Regions from separate parts of the Xenopus tropicalis genome. Here region 2 is linked to region 1. The links are chromatin contacts, called in public Hi-C maps. All regions are on one chromosome and are shown on one strand. The core of a region is the stretch at or near the end of the contact, and the rest is flanking DNA. Distances in the headings are between cores, read along the strand shown.

The links. A called contact is a pair of places that touch in the nucleus more often than the background predicts.
Region 2: a Hi-C map of neurula embryo shows a contact between it and region 1, with 4 times the contacts expected there. The contact joins the promoter of ccdc27 here to the promoter of tnfrsf9 in region 1. A contact is called at or near these places in 3 of 5 Hi-C or Micro-C datasets (brain, gastrula embryo and neurula embryo).

Annotation. Positions count from the first base shown.
Region 1 is chr7:96,580,386-96,587,431 of UCB_Xtro_10.0, reverse strand. It overlaps tnfrsf9 (tumor necrosis factor receptor superfamily member 9), which reads right to left and starts at 2,131. Exons shown (of 9, transcript XM_031906603.1): 1 at 1,647-2,131; 2 at 139-313. The coding sequence starts at 259.
Region 2 is chr7:96,716,763-96,723,987 of UCB_Xtro_10.0, reverse strand. ccdc27 (coiled-coil domain-containing protein 27) reads right to left here and starts at 3,681. Exons shown (of 13, transcript XM_031906379.1): 1 at 3,559-3,681.

The sequences.
Region 1 (7,046 bases), core at 882-3,381:
ATTTATAGGGTGATACATTTATTTATAGGATAGAATGCTCCACATCAGAGCTGTGGTTGTTAGTACTAAACAACTGGATCAGTCTAATGTAGCCCACAGCATGGGTGCAGATTTATTGCTTTGTTCAAACAATCTTACCAGGATTACAAAGATTGCAGCAGTCTCCTGTCTTTTTTTGGCAAATGTCATAGTGTTCATTAGCCCCCATGGTCCTTAGCACCAGCAACCCCAGCAAGAGGCTCCACAAGGCAGTTTCCATCTTGTATTAAGTAAACGCCAGGCAGTCTGAAATGTGCAGTAATATTGGCTCTACCTAAGGAAGTAAAAGTAAATTATTATTATTACTGAAAAGGGGAAGAGAAAGGTGAAAGGTAGTTTGTTCAAGGTAGTGGTGCAGAATTTATTATCAATATTTGTTAATGGACGTTCCTCATTCTCTATATATACACTCTTACTGCCATCTTTACTATCAGCCTAACCATTATAAGTTCATGCTGTTTTCCCCTTTCCCAAAGGTAAAGGGAAAGTGTTGCTTTTATAAATAATCCACCAAACTAAGTCCATGCTAGTTTGTTAATTTCTTCCCCTAAACACTATTAAATATGTTTCCATTATATAAATAATAATGCCCTAGTGACAAAGAGCATGGTTAAGTTGCTTGCAGTAGGTAGTACAATGTTAGATAGATGAAGAATATATAGTGTTATATAAATCTATTTTCCAGAATGCTTGGGACCTTATGGTTTGTTATTTGGATCTTTAGTAAAAAAATATATTTAAACATTAAATAAACTTAATAGAATTGCCTTGAATGTATACATCTTAGTTACAAGGTAGTGGTATTACAAAGAGAAAGGGAATAATAAAAAACAGAATTATTTAAATAAAATTAACTCTATGTGAAATGGCCTTCTCATAATCCAGAGCTTTCTGGATACCAGATCTCCAGGTAAAGGATCCCATACCTGTACTGTAATCAAAGTAGGAAAATGCAGAGAAAAAGTTATTTGGTAGATTGGGAAGATTTCGGGAGAGATTCGTTCAATTTTTCAGGCATAGTGACTGTAAATACTATACAAAATGTAAAAATGAAAGAGAAATGGCTAGCCTTGGACATTAAAGGAACAGTTTTACCAAAAATGAAAATGTCTCAAAGTACTAAGAATATAATGTACTGTTGCCCTGCACTTGTAAAAGTTGTGTCTTTGCTTCAGCAATCCTACTATAGTTATATAAACAACGTTGCTGCTGTGTAGCCTTGGTGATTGCTATTAAAAATGAAATAGGGCTAAATGGTACAGATTACATAGCAGATAATGGATAACATCTGTAAAACACCATTGTATTTCACAGAGCATATGTATGTACAGGTTACATAGACCTATGCTATGTAACCTGTACTTTTTCTCATTTTTTTCCAGCTTGAATGACTGCCCCCATGACTACACAGAAGCTTATTTATATAACCTATAGTAGAGTTACTGTAGCAAACACACAACTCGTACCAGTGCAGGGCAACAGTACGTTGACACTTTAATTCTTTTGGTATTACTGTTCCTTTAATGAAAGCTGTCATTGCAAATGATCGGAGTAAGTTCCGACTATCACAGTACCATTTAAATCATCTGTCTCTCATATTCACTTACTGTAATGTTGCGGGGAGGTGAGCCTGCAGATGTATGACACTGTGGTGCCTCTCTGGATGAGAAGTGCAGTTCAGGGCAGGTTATGGAACATTCTGGGAATAATTCTGCTCAGAAAACAGACAAGCAGCTGAGTGCAGCAGGTAGTACTTCTGTAGCTGCATACAGATCTGTAATGGTACTGTGGTTCTGACAAACATCCAATCCTTGGACAGGGAGACTGCCTGTTGCTTGTCTATGCATTGGGTCCAGATGGGTTCAGAGCGGTTCTAGGAACAAGAGCTCAGCCTTGCAGCCCCACTCTGTGAATAAGCCTCACAATATGGGCATGTTCAGCATTCTGATTCTTCTCTGGAGAGCAGGTTATTCCCCAGCAAGCAGCATAGCACTCACACACCATCTGCAGCCCCTGTGTCACACTGCATGTTGTGTTTAACCACGGTGTGGACTTTCCCTAATTAGAGGAGTGATTATATTTTGAGACTGCCCTCCCGCCCCTGCTTATGTTTTTGAATGCATTGAAGCAATGGCAAGGCAAGTTAATGCTGTGAACACAAATGAAATGAAATGATTCACAAGGAAATCCCATATAACAGATTTTACTGCTAGGGACAAGCTTTAAACAGTATGAAGTAATTCTTTGCTGGTAAATGGTAATGTGGGACATGTCAGTAAATGTGGGCACATTATGTTGTTGGGGACAGCTTTAGGACAGCTACTGTCAACAAAGTAGGTGTTAATAGGAATGTCGAGCAGATAGTCATAGGGTAGGTTGGTGTTGTGACAGGGTTAATAGGGATGTGCTTGGGCAGTAACTGAGTACCCCAGAATTTCAGGTGAGGTTCTGAACTACTGTTTATGTGATTATTAGGGATGTGGTCAGTTAAACACTAAACTGGGAACCAAGTAATATGAATAATAGTAATAGTAAAGGGGCTGTAAACCCAATGTTGCCTATTCAAAGACATTATAAAACTGAAATTCTAAGCAACTTTCCAGTTATTTTAATTACAGAGCTGCAGTTGTATTAAAGTGATTTGTAAATATAACTGTTATTAAATTATTTATTTGTTTTAATGTAAAATATACATTACTTTCTTCTTTAAAAATAACTGTAGCTACTACATTTTTTTCTGTGCAGAATGAAATGAATCACACAAGCTTTCCTGGCATTACCCAGTGGAACTGTCCTGTTGCACAATGATACATTCCCCTTCAAACCAACACTGAATTGCACAGGCTCACTGGGCTATTACATGGTACCCAGCAGGCCATTCTTTACAAAAGATTAGTGTATTTTTTACATCACTGAGCCTGCAAAGAACAGGCTTCTGCTTATCTGTAAGTCAAAACAGTTGCAAAGGAATGAATAAAAAGGGGGGGGGGGGTTGTTTATACGGATCTCATTATCTCTAGTTAAGCTAACAGCTAATTACATAGGTGTAAGTAATCCTAATTAACTCTCTATTTTAGTTTTATATTAAAAAAAGCATTTTGTTAAGATTTTTTTAAAAAAATGTTCTCATGTTACAAAAAAGTTATTGCTGCCCCTTTAAACCCCATAGCTGAACCTGTGCTTTTTTTACATAAATACACACATTTAGTAATAGAACTGCACCTTCAGGTTTTTTAGCACATCTAGTACTTCGGCCAGGAGCTGTAATAAGTATGTCTGGTTTAAAGAAGCATAGATACCCTGGGCAAGCATTACAATGTAACTCCTGTTACAGAGTCTAATGCTCTTCGATGATAAATCTAAAAATATGTTCCAAATTTTCTTGTTTGCTAGGAGTATTTGTTTTAATAATTAACAGTATTTCACATGACCTTTATTTTGGGATTGTACGTTAAAAAATGGTGTTTTATAATTGTTTACGCTAGCTACACGGAATTGAATGAATACTAGCGCCATCTAGAGGATACATAATCTACTAGCATCAAAGCTGCTGATTCTTCTAAATATTTAGATACCAAGTAGAATTCATAACAATAATCTCATAATGATTGCATAGCAATAATATGATTTTTGCTATAGTCGTGTTGTGTTCATTGATAACAAAACAATCACCACACAGTACACAGCCTTGTGGCTGTAGGGTAATTACTTGCTCCATAAAGACATCAGCAATTATTTATTTATTTAATAAAATAAATAATAACTATTTAATATACATGTAGATACCATATAAAATACTATAATAGAGGACTGTAATATAGAAGATGATGTCTTCTTACTTCCTCACTGGCTAAAGTCTTATGGGTCAAACTTTTCACAGGCAACAGGCAAGTTGTAGCATGGCACTGACCCCCTTATGTAAGTGACAAATACAAGACTCAAATAGAAAAGGCTGCTAATTTGGGGCAAGCCTAAAAATGGGGGCTTTTAATTACCCAGATATTGAGTGGAGCTACAGTACTGCCACTAGAGTTAATGAAAACAAGTTTCTAAACGTCCTACATGACGTTTTAGGTCACAGGTTTTTGAGCAGCCAACCAGAAATCATGCACTACTAGATCTAATGATCTCTAATGACCCAGAATGTATAGCAAATATAAATCTGTATAGCAAAATAGCTATACCAATATCTATGCTGGCTCTGATATGCATGCCCAATGTAGTTATGATGCACAGATTATAATATTTTCCGTGCTTGCGTATATAAAAATAAATAATATTTAATGCAAAAACTACTCATTTTTGGAAACAGAATCATAAAGTGAAAAATAATGCAATGTACCCAATGTATTTTTGATATAATGATAGATCCCCCTTAAATATTTAACAGACATACATAGGGGCTGATTTACTAATCCACAAATCCGAATCCCGAATGGGAAAAAATCTAATTGGAAACGAAGATTTTGCGACTTTTTCGTATTTTTTGCGATTTTTTCGGCGCTGTCGCAACTTTTTCGTGAATTGACGCGACTTTTTCGTATTGAGCGCTAGTAAACGGCGGGCAAACCTTTCTGATTTTTTCGCAACGGCTACGAATAAGTCGCGACGGCGACAAAAAAAATCACAAAATACCGATCATTACGAAAAAAACGCATTCGGACGCTTTCGATCCGTTCGTGGATTAGTAAATCGGCCCCATAGTATACCAGTGCTAAACAAGTGTTGCATATATGAAATGAATGAAAGCTGGTACTGGGACAGCACAGCTACTGTAGGTGGCACTTACTGTAACCCCTATTTGCATGTAGAAACTAACAGAAATTAAATTTTTCGGGGCAGTGTTGGCATTTATAGTAAATGATTTTGCTCAATGTGTACATAGTACAAGGCATGGCTAGAACTAACCTGGCTCCTAGTTTAACAGTAGAACATTCTGAAACCAAATTTTAAAAAAGCCAAGAGCAATAAAAAAGAGAATTCATATGAAACCAATTCCTTAGGGTGCGGTGTGTGTGTGCGCCCAAGGTACAGTTGCACCCAAGCTCTCAGCTCTCTGTGCCGTGTCGAGTTCAGCGTTCACAGGTGAAGTCACTGGTGTCCTAAACTAAACATGACACGGCAAAGAGAGCCGTGGGTGCAACTGAACCTTGGGCGCACACCACACACCTTGTCCAGTGAAGAGCAAATAATAATAAATAGTGATGGGCAAATGGATTTGTATCGAATTTCCATGGTTCGCCATTGTCTGATTTATTTGCAAAACAGGCAAAAAAACTTGGTACGTGTCCAAAAATTGTCGTCAAAAGAATTGTTGCGAGCGTCAAGAAAAAAAAAAGAATTGTCACACGTCGAAAGAATTGTCTTGCGCCAAAAATAATTGTCTCAATTTTCTCTCTTTGAAAGAATTGTTGCACGTCAAACATATTGGCGCGCGTATTGTCATTTGACATTTTCCCTGTTTCGCACAATTCACCGTTTCGCAAATCTTTTGAAAGTTTTGCAAATTTTTTGGCGAAGCAAAACGGGACAGATTTGCTCATCACTAATTATAAATAAAAGAGATTCGGAAGTATAGAGCTGAGACATAATCATTTAAAAAACAGCTAGACTGTGGTCTGTACTGTATTTGTGTCTCCACAGATATAGCCTAGGGGGTGGGGGGTCTTCACATATTATAAATCCGCCACTGATTCTGCTTAACTGTCTGGTCACCTTACTGGGGCATTTTCAGCAGGGCACTGGATTATAGGTATGTAAATTGTATGTATGTATATGTTGATTTGTAATTTGTATACCACTCCTTGGATGGTTGGAGGTTGAAATTATGGCTTTTTCATTATGATATATAAATATATAGCAGTTGGTCAAAATCCAAAGTTCTGCATTATTCATCACCTATACTACTTGCATACACGGTAGATGAAAAAAATACAATATCAGACCAGATATAAACAAGAATATAGAATATACATAAATACAAAAAAAATGTACAGGTCTCTTCCCTGTGCAGCTTCCAGTGAGTGGGTGGGTAACTTACAGACACAACTAGGTGAATAATAAGTACTGTAAAGTTTAGTGGTTTGAGGCATGGCTACCCCGGTGTGGTTGCTCTACCAAGACTGAATTTTCATGTGACAGTGTCCTTGTTAAAGGGGTACTAGGAGGACGCCCTTGGAGAGTTTCAGCTCCCTCTTGTTTACAGTCTGGGGGCCTAAGGTTTGTGGTTTTATAGGTTGATTAGCTCTCCAATTGCAGCTTTAGGAAAGGTACCATTGTGCCCAGTGTATAAAGCCCCAGAGCCCTAGGTATCCTGCCTTCTTCCACTTGGTGGTATCCCTAGGGATCAGCTAGCAATCAATCTAGTTAGTAGATTCTTCTAGGTCCTAGGATATCTCCACCCTTTCAGGTTTCTATTTATCAGTCTTTAGAAAATCTTTTTCTAAGAAATTTATTTTGAATATTGGGATCAAATAATCGAATAATCAGCATTGCACAGAGCATTGGTCACTTTCATTTGTTGGTAATTCACTTTTAATTTAGTTATCTAATTACACACAAAGCATGTGCACTATACATTGCAGTCACACAGTGACCATAAAGAGGTTTGTCTTCTCCTCTCACCTTGCCGAAATCCCAAAATAACATTGAATTGTTGGCCTCTAGACAAACACACAGGATGTAAAACATGGCTATATATACTGCTTTTTGTAGTAATAAAGTTTTACGCCAGAGGGAGGCCACAGCGCTAGAGAGTGTAATAATGTTTTTTGTATTTACAAATCAGAATTTCACCTCTTTATGTTACCAGAGGCAGCTCTTTGCCACCCCTAGTAACTTGCCGGGCGCTGCCACAATTGTCTCTAATTCCATAATGGGCTAAAAATAAAGGTTTACATATCCTTTAACTGGGCTTATATGAAAACCCATTATCCAGAAAGTTCTGAATTATGGGAAGGCCATCTCCTATAGGCCCCATAACAAATTATTCTAATTTGCAAAAATGA
Region 2 (7,225 bases), core at 2,432-4,931, 140 kb before region 1:
GTAGAACAGAATATGAATATCTCTAGACCTTATTCTAGTGGATATTTCAAATAATCCCTCTAGTTTGGCACCCCTACCCCACTGCCCATTGGTTAAAGGGAAGGTTCAAATGCGTGAGCTCCCTTCCCCCATTAGGAAACATTATTCAAGGCCAATGCATTATCTGAATATAAAGTGCAACACTCCAGTGTAGGCTGTCTGTAAACATACATACATAGTTACATAGTTACATAGGGTTGAAAAAAGACCAGAGTCCATCAAGTTCAACCCATCCAAGTAAACCCAGCACACACAACCTATACTTACCAATCTATACACTCACATACATAAACTATACATACAACCACTAATACTAACTGTAGATATTAGTATCACAATAGCCTTGGATATTCTGATTGTTCAAGAACTCATCCAGGCCCCTCTTAAAGGCATTAACAGAATCTGCCATTACCACATCTCTTGACTTGGAAATGGCATGTGTCTGCATTTTGGTTCATATATAATTCAGTTAACTATTAATTATGTTTTCCACTTAAATAGCCAAATACAAAGCACTAAAGGGGGAAAAGCTTGTACAAGCAACTAGGTAACTGGGCAGAATCTTGTTATTACCCATTTCTCTTGATGTGTCGGAAAAGTTACATTCCAGTGATAAATTGAAGATTGCCCACGTGGGCAAGGCCCACATTATCTATTGTATCTGTTTGACAGTTATAATGTACCCTTGTAATCACTGAGTAATATGCTGGTGCTGTATAAATAAGCATAATAGTAATAATTGTAATGAAAAGCTGCTACAGATTTGTGTAACATACATTGCCGTCATCAGATAAAAGTCACTGAGAAACTTTGATGTTATCAGCAGGATATATGTAACATTGAGCAGCTAATCTGTAACAAATACCGAAAGCAACATAAGTTAGTAACAAGTACACTTTACTAGTTAAATAGGGTAAATAGGTAGGGTCCACAGAACACTAGCAGCTTCACTCTCAGGATATAATATAAGTCATATCACTGCAGTGCTGCCATGGTAACATAAAGGAGAAGTAATCCAAATGTTGGTAGACCACATTTCCAACCTAATTTAGTGTTAAAATAGATAAAGCTTGCTGGCAGCTGTACCACCACAAACGATTGATTCCTAAAGGAATAGTTTCTCTTGTTTTTTTTTCATGTGATTCAAGCCTTTCTAATTCCAGAAGTCTTGGAATACTCCTGTGGGTTACATCATAAATTAAGTCCCAAATTATAAACTGAAGAGGGGTTTTTTTTACCTATAGCTGTCCAATCCACACAGATACTTTGGCAGTTATTTAAAGTTATTTAAAATTGATGTGGGTCATAAATAAAATTTCATAAACATGAACTGCCCAGTTTAAAGAACATTATGAACTAGGGAACAGCCAGTGTCTCACACACTCACTATATCTTCCTAACCAATTATTAATAGTAACAGAGGCAGAAAGGCAGAAATTACTAAATTGAATGCCACAAATAAAACTCAGGCTCATTTTCTTACAGATTAAATCCAAGAGTGAGGTGTAGTTTAGTAACAGTCGTATGGTCACAGACTGAACCCCACTTGCACTGGGAAGGAGCAGAGAAATCCAATTTTTGTATATAAATAAAAACAAGCAAAGGATAGAAAAGGTTGAGAGGCTGTAGTAACACCTGACAGAGCTCTGATTATCCATAAGACCTAGTCCCACAATGGCAAAATCTGTAGAGGCTGATGTAAGATGCCATAGACAGTCACTATTTATTGGGCTGGTGGGGGGGCGGTTTTGGCCTTTGTTTACTTCAAGTTCCAGGGCCTATTTTGAATTCCATTCTGAGCCTAATTAGGACATATTGAGATCATATTACTGTAACACTGGCAAGTTTGTGCAGAGACAGCATGTTTAGCAAACAGGAATCCTTCAAATCACTAATTGACTCCCCCATACCTGACCTGAAAAGGCAGGGTTGGCAGCCACCATGTCTAACTGCTTTACTTCCTGTCCCTGGATCTCTGAAGCTGATGTGTCCTTTGGCTTCCAGATGGCATACTTCTGTTTAGAGATCAGTGCCAGGGAACCAGGGACAGGAAGTGAAGCTGCTAGGCATGGGCACTGCCAACCCAACTGTGCAGCATTTTCAGTTCAAGTACAGGGGAGCAGGGCTACTCTGGGCTGTCCTGTGTTTGGAAGAAGAGTCTGTGCAGGGACCTTTTGGTTAAATATGGGTTTATGTCTCCTTTAAAATATTGACCATAGGTCTCCTTAATGCAAGAAAATCCTCCACTGAAAATCCTGCCTGTTGTAGTTTTAACCATCCCCCTGGTCTTGGTTTGTGCCATCATCCCTATTGACTTTAATGTACAACAATTCTAGCGAGATCTCAGAATTATTACTTTTAAATAATGAAACATTCATGCCAACCCTCTGTATGCACCCAGGATCCCTGTCTTTAGCTATGTGTACCCATTTGCTAAGGAGATAAATACCTTAATCAGCACAGAATCTAATCTTTGTAATGTTTCTTGGCACAACACCTTGTTCTCCCTGAGTGGTGAGTATTTTGCCCTGAATTGCACAACACATTAACTAAAGTGCAGACAGAATTCAGTATTGCTTCTGAGCTTGAGGTAAAGAGACTTTAATTTTAAAACATTTGAGAGTGAACCAATTGTAATATATATATATATATAAAATTACCTGAATACTAATAGATGCATCTCAAACTCAAATTTAACACAATCAGGTGAACTTGTGTGTCATTTCCTTTATAATGCCTATACTGCAAGTGATTACAGTTCTATCTATGAATTTGTCAGTGATAATACACCCAACCATTGGTACATTCATAGAATTCACTAGGCTGAAACACTGCAGTAACATGTACCAGAACTCCAGCCTATCACCATACCACTGTGGAACCACTCAGTATTATAGAATATCCTGAAATATTGTTATTGCAAGAACTGATTAACAACTTTGATAGGCATAATTGGTCAGTATAATATATTTAATGCACTGGGGAGGTGGGGGGAACATGTATTTGCTGCACAGATACTATATATATATTTTTGGGACGGTTGAATGGACAGTTGAATGGCAGCAACGTTAATGTCATTTTATACAGCAAATACAATCATATGAATTGGTCCCTGTCTAGAACACATATATAGGCCAAAATAAAAAATGAAATAAACTGGTTGAATACATAATGGTAATAATATTAAGCTTTTAATGCACTTATTTTATTTTTATTTTTAAAAATAAACAACAAATCTGAACAAACTAAATATCTGCGAAGTTTAAGATTAAATAAAAGTGTAAATCAACATGTCTTTATTTTATCAGATACAATTTTTGCTATGATTTGGGTAGTGTACATCTGCTTACAGGCTAATTAATACAGTCCTTGTGTCCCTGATATATATAAGAAAAAAAAAACCTGATCTATTTGTTGCTGGTAGATGGATCAACTAAATTGAGTTCCTTGAAATGAAAAGCACTTTTGCATTAATTCTGCCATTGCTTTGCAATCACTTCATTGACCCAATCAGCTTACCTTACTGTGCCTCCAGTGAGTGTATCCCAGGCATAGTGCCCTGCTACTGAGGGTATGGTGCTATCTCTCCGGCAGCCCTGTGTACAAGTGAAAGGGAGCAACAACACAGAGTGGTAATTATGAAGTACATGCATAGTAACTCCCACGTGCTTCTCTCCTTTCATTCCCATTCTGCACATTACTTTCTCTGAATGGCAGGGCAAAGCCTGGAGATTTCTGTTGCCTGGAGACTGACTGTTTGCCTGCAGGAACTAAGCATTGTCCTGAGCCTGCTAGGTTTTTACTGCGGGACACTCCCTCCTGGCGTAGAATGACTGACACAAACAGTGATCAATAATAGCAGCCAGCAATCACTCACTCACTACTCATTTCACTCCCTACACCAGCAGGTGTTACCCTGTATGTTATGCTGCGCCTTCCTCTTCTTTCCTGTTCCAAATCAAGCACTTTTGCACCTATTGCCACAGAGGAACCCTGGAACTACTGTTACATCTGATCCAGGTGCTAGCTCCAGGGTTCCTACAGTAGCATGAGTCAATAGGAGCAACAAAGATGCGTCAAAACGACCAGACCCACACTCAGACCCAGACTGGCAATCTGTGGATCTGGCAAATGCCAGAGGGGCTGCTGTAAGATGCCATAGACAGTCACTTTTTATTGGGCTAGTGGGGGACCTGCTTGGGCCTCTGTATACTTGAAATGCCAGGGCCTATTTTGAATCCCAGTCCAGTCCTGCTCACACATCACTCTCACACTAAATGCCAAAAATAATATCTACTAGAAAATGACATTTTAATATCATCTACGTTGTGTCGATGTGCTCCACAAGTTACTTTTGACATATAAATGCAATTGCATCAGGCACAACTTCTCCTAGCAACCTCAACAATGCTGGAATTTTGGGATAAATTGCAAAATACATAGTGATTGCATTGGAAATTTGCATTTTGCTCACTGTGTTGTGAATAAAAATGACCACTGTTTTATTGAGTTCACGATCCTTGCAGAAAACAAATAGACAAAAGTTTTAGCAGAAAGCAAAATAAAGGGTAGTTTGTATTGTGGGGGGGGGGCATTTGTGTGTGTTAGTATGTGAATATGTGTGTGTGCTTGTGTGTGCCTATGGATGGCAGGAGGGGCTATTCAGCACTGAACGTTGGGCAGCACCTACCAGTAAACAGAAGACATGCACTTTAGGGGCTGCACAGTCTGTGGGGCAAAGATACTGTGTGGTCTATTTTTCCTGTTCCCCCTGACATACCAGCTGCAATGTGTCCAAATTAATTGGAATAATGTACTTTTTATAATTTATCTTGGGCAGTGGACACAGCACCCAAACTAACATTCATTACAAGGGTGGCATTAAGGTATCACTGCACTCAGGGAAAAGATCTCAGTGGTGGGACCCCCACACCTACACAAGAAATTAGATTAAGTAATAACCTCAAACAGGTAAAGTGCTCAGTTCTGGAAAAGTCACAATCCACCAGTAAATATATGTTCCACTAATGAAATAAAAATGCCCATGCCATAACCAATATTTTGGTAGCAAATAAACAAAGCTGTAATATAATGAATTGCTACACAGCACCCCTAGCACCTTATGTTAAATGAAAGGCTGTAGGTACTGACCCCCCTAAGCATATTATATACAGTGAAAGATAAAGGTACAGGCAGGCAGGTATTACGCCCCAAGCACACTATATGCAGTGACATATTAACACACATAAGACACACATCCACAAGTTCAGCACTGAAAACCTGCCTAACTGCTAGCTGCTCCAAAGTATCCAGTGAAAGACAATATTATACAGAAAGCACATACAGTGCAAGGCATTCGGTACTAACAAAACAATAACATTTATAGTGAAAGGCAGTGGGTACTAACACCCCAAGAACATTTATTGTGAAAGGCAGTGGATACCAGTGGGAAACAGTACCAGTAATTACCAGTGGGTAACAAAGAACCCAGTGTGCCTGTCACCCTTACTCTGCTGTAACCACCTATCACTGTACAATTTTTGCATTTTCATTAAAAACAACTCCACATGGAGTATGAATATAACACTTGACTAGTTAAAAAAATAGAAAGGCTTTTTAGGGCCAGACAAGAGTTAATTATGTTATGGTGGAGAAATTGCACAGGCAAAACTAAACATGGGCTGTAGTGATGGGCGAAAAGTTTCGCCAGGCATGGATTCGCGGCAAATTTCCGCGTTTCGCCATTGGCGGATTGTTTCGCGAAACGGATGAAAAATTTCGGCGCGGAAAAATTCGCCGCACGTCCAAAAATTGTCGCCGGCGTCAAAAAAGAATAGTCGCGGGCGACGAAACAAGAGCCGCGCGACGAAACAAGAGCCGCGGGCGACGAAACAATAGCCGCGCGCGACGAAACAATAGCCGCGTGCGACAAAACAATAGCCGCGGGCGACGAAACAAGAGCCGCGCGACGAAACAAGAGCCGCGGGCGACGAAACAAGAGCCACGCGCGACGAAATAATAGCCGCGCGACAAAACAATAGCCGCGGGCGATGAAACAAGAGCCGTGCGACGAAACAAGAGCCGCGGGCGACGAAACAAGAGCCGCGCGCGACAAAACAATAGCCGCGCGACAAAACAATAGCCGCGGGAGATGAAACAATAGCTGCGCGAGAAAATAATAGCCGCGCACTACATTTTCGCCGTTTCGCGAATTTTTCGCCGTTTCGCGGATCTTTTCAAAGATTCGCGAATTTTTCGGCGAAGCGAAACGGAACAGATTCGCTCATCACTAATGGGCTGGAGTATTGGTCTAGATAAAAGCAGTGTCTTCAGCTTTTGCACTTTTTGGCCTCTCTGAGGCTGGTTCTTTTTTTACCCCCTAGGCTAGTATTAGGGTTTTCCTAATAGAAACAGGGTGTAAATATTAAATGGTTAATGAATAGTCTATGGAAGTAAATCAGCCTGGCTGAGATTGCCCCGTTATATGACTAGTATAATATTTTTAAAAATTAATAGGGCACCAGTGATACATATTATTAAAATCTTTAACATGGAGGCTGAAGGGTAGGGATGGGTTGAATTAGCTATGAATGAATGAAGCTCTGAGTGCTTTGATGGCAGTGTGAGAGGACAATGCCTAGAACTGTCCTAAAGGTGCAGATGAAAGAACTTCCCTTGGAGGCCAATGTGCATTACACACTGCTGAAACTATTCAAACTTGTTACTGGGTTTAGTTGATGTTGGATGACTTGATCTGAAACTTGAAGTACTGCAATTCCGCAATAACGTTTCCGTATTTGATAAAACCATACTGGCAAATTTTGGGACTTGGTGGCATCTGTAATTGCATTAATATACTGTAGCTGCCCTATGTTACCCCTGACAGACTCAATATGGAGAATATCATTATCAAAAGTGTGGTGCATACTGAGAGCAGTGGTAAATAGTGATGGGCGAAATGTTTCGTCAGGCATGGATTCGTGGCGAATTTCCGCGCTTTGCCATTGGTGGATTGTTTCGCGAAACGGATGAAAAAAGTCGCCGCAGAAAAATTCGCCAGCGTCAAAAAAGAATAGTCGCGGGCGTCAAAAGAATAGCCGCATGACGAAATAATAGCCGCGAGCGACAAAATAATAGCCGTGCGACGGAATAATAGCCGGGGACGATGTAACAATAGCCGCAGGAC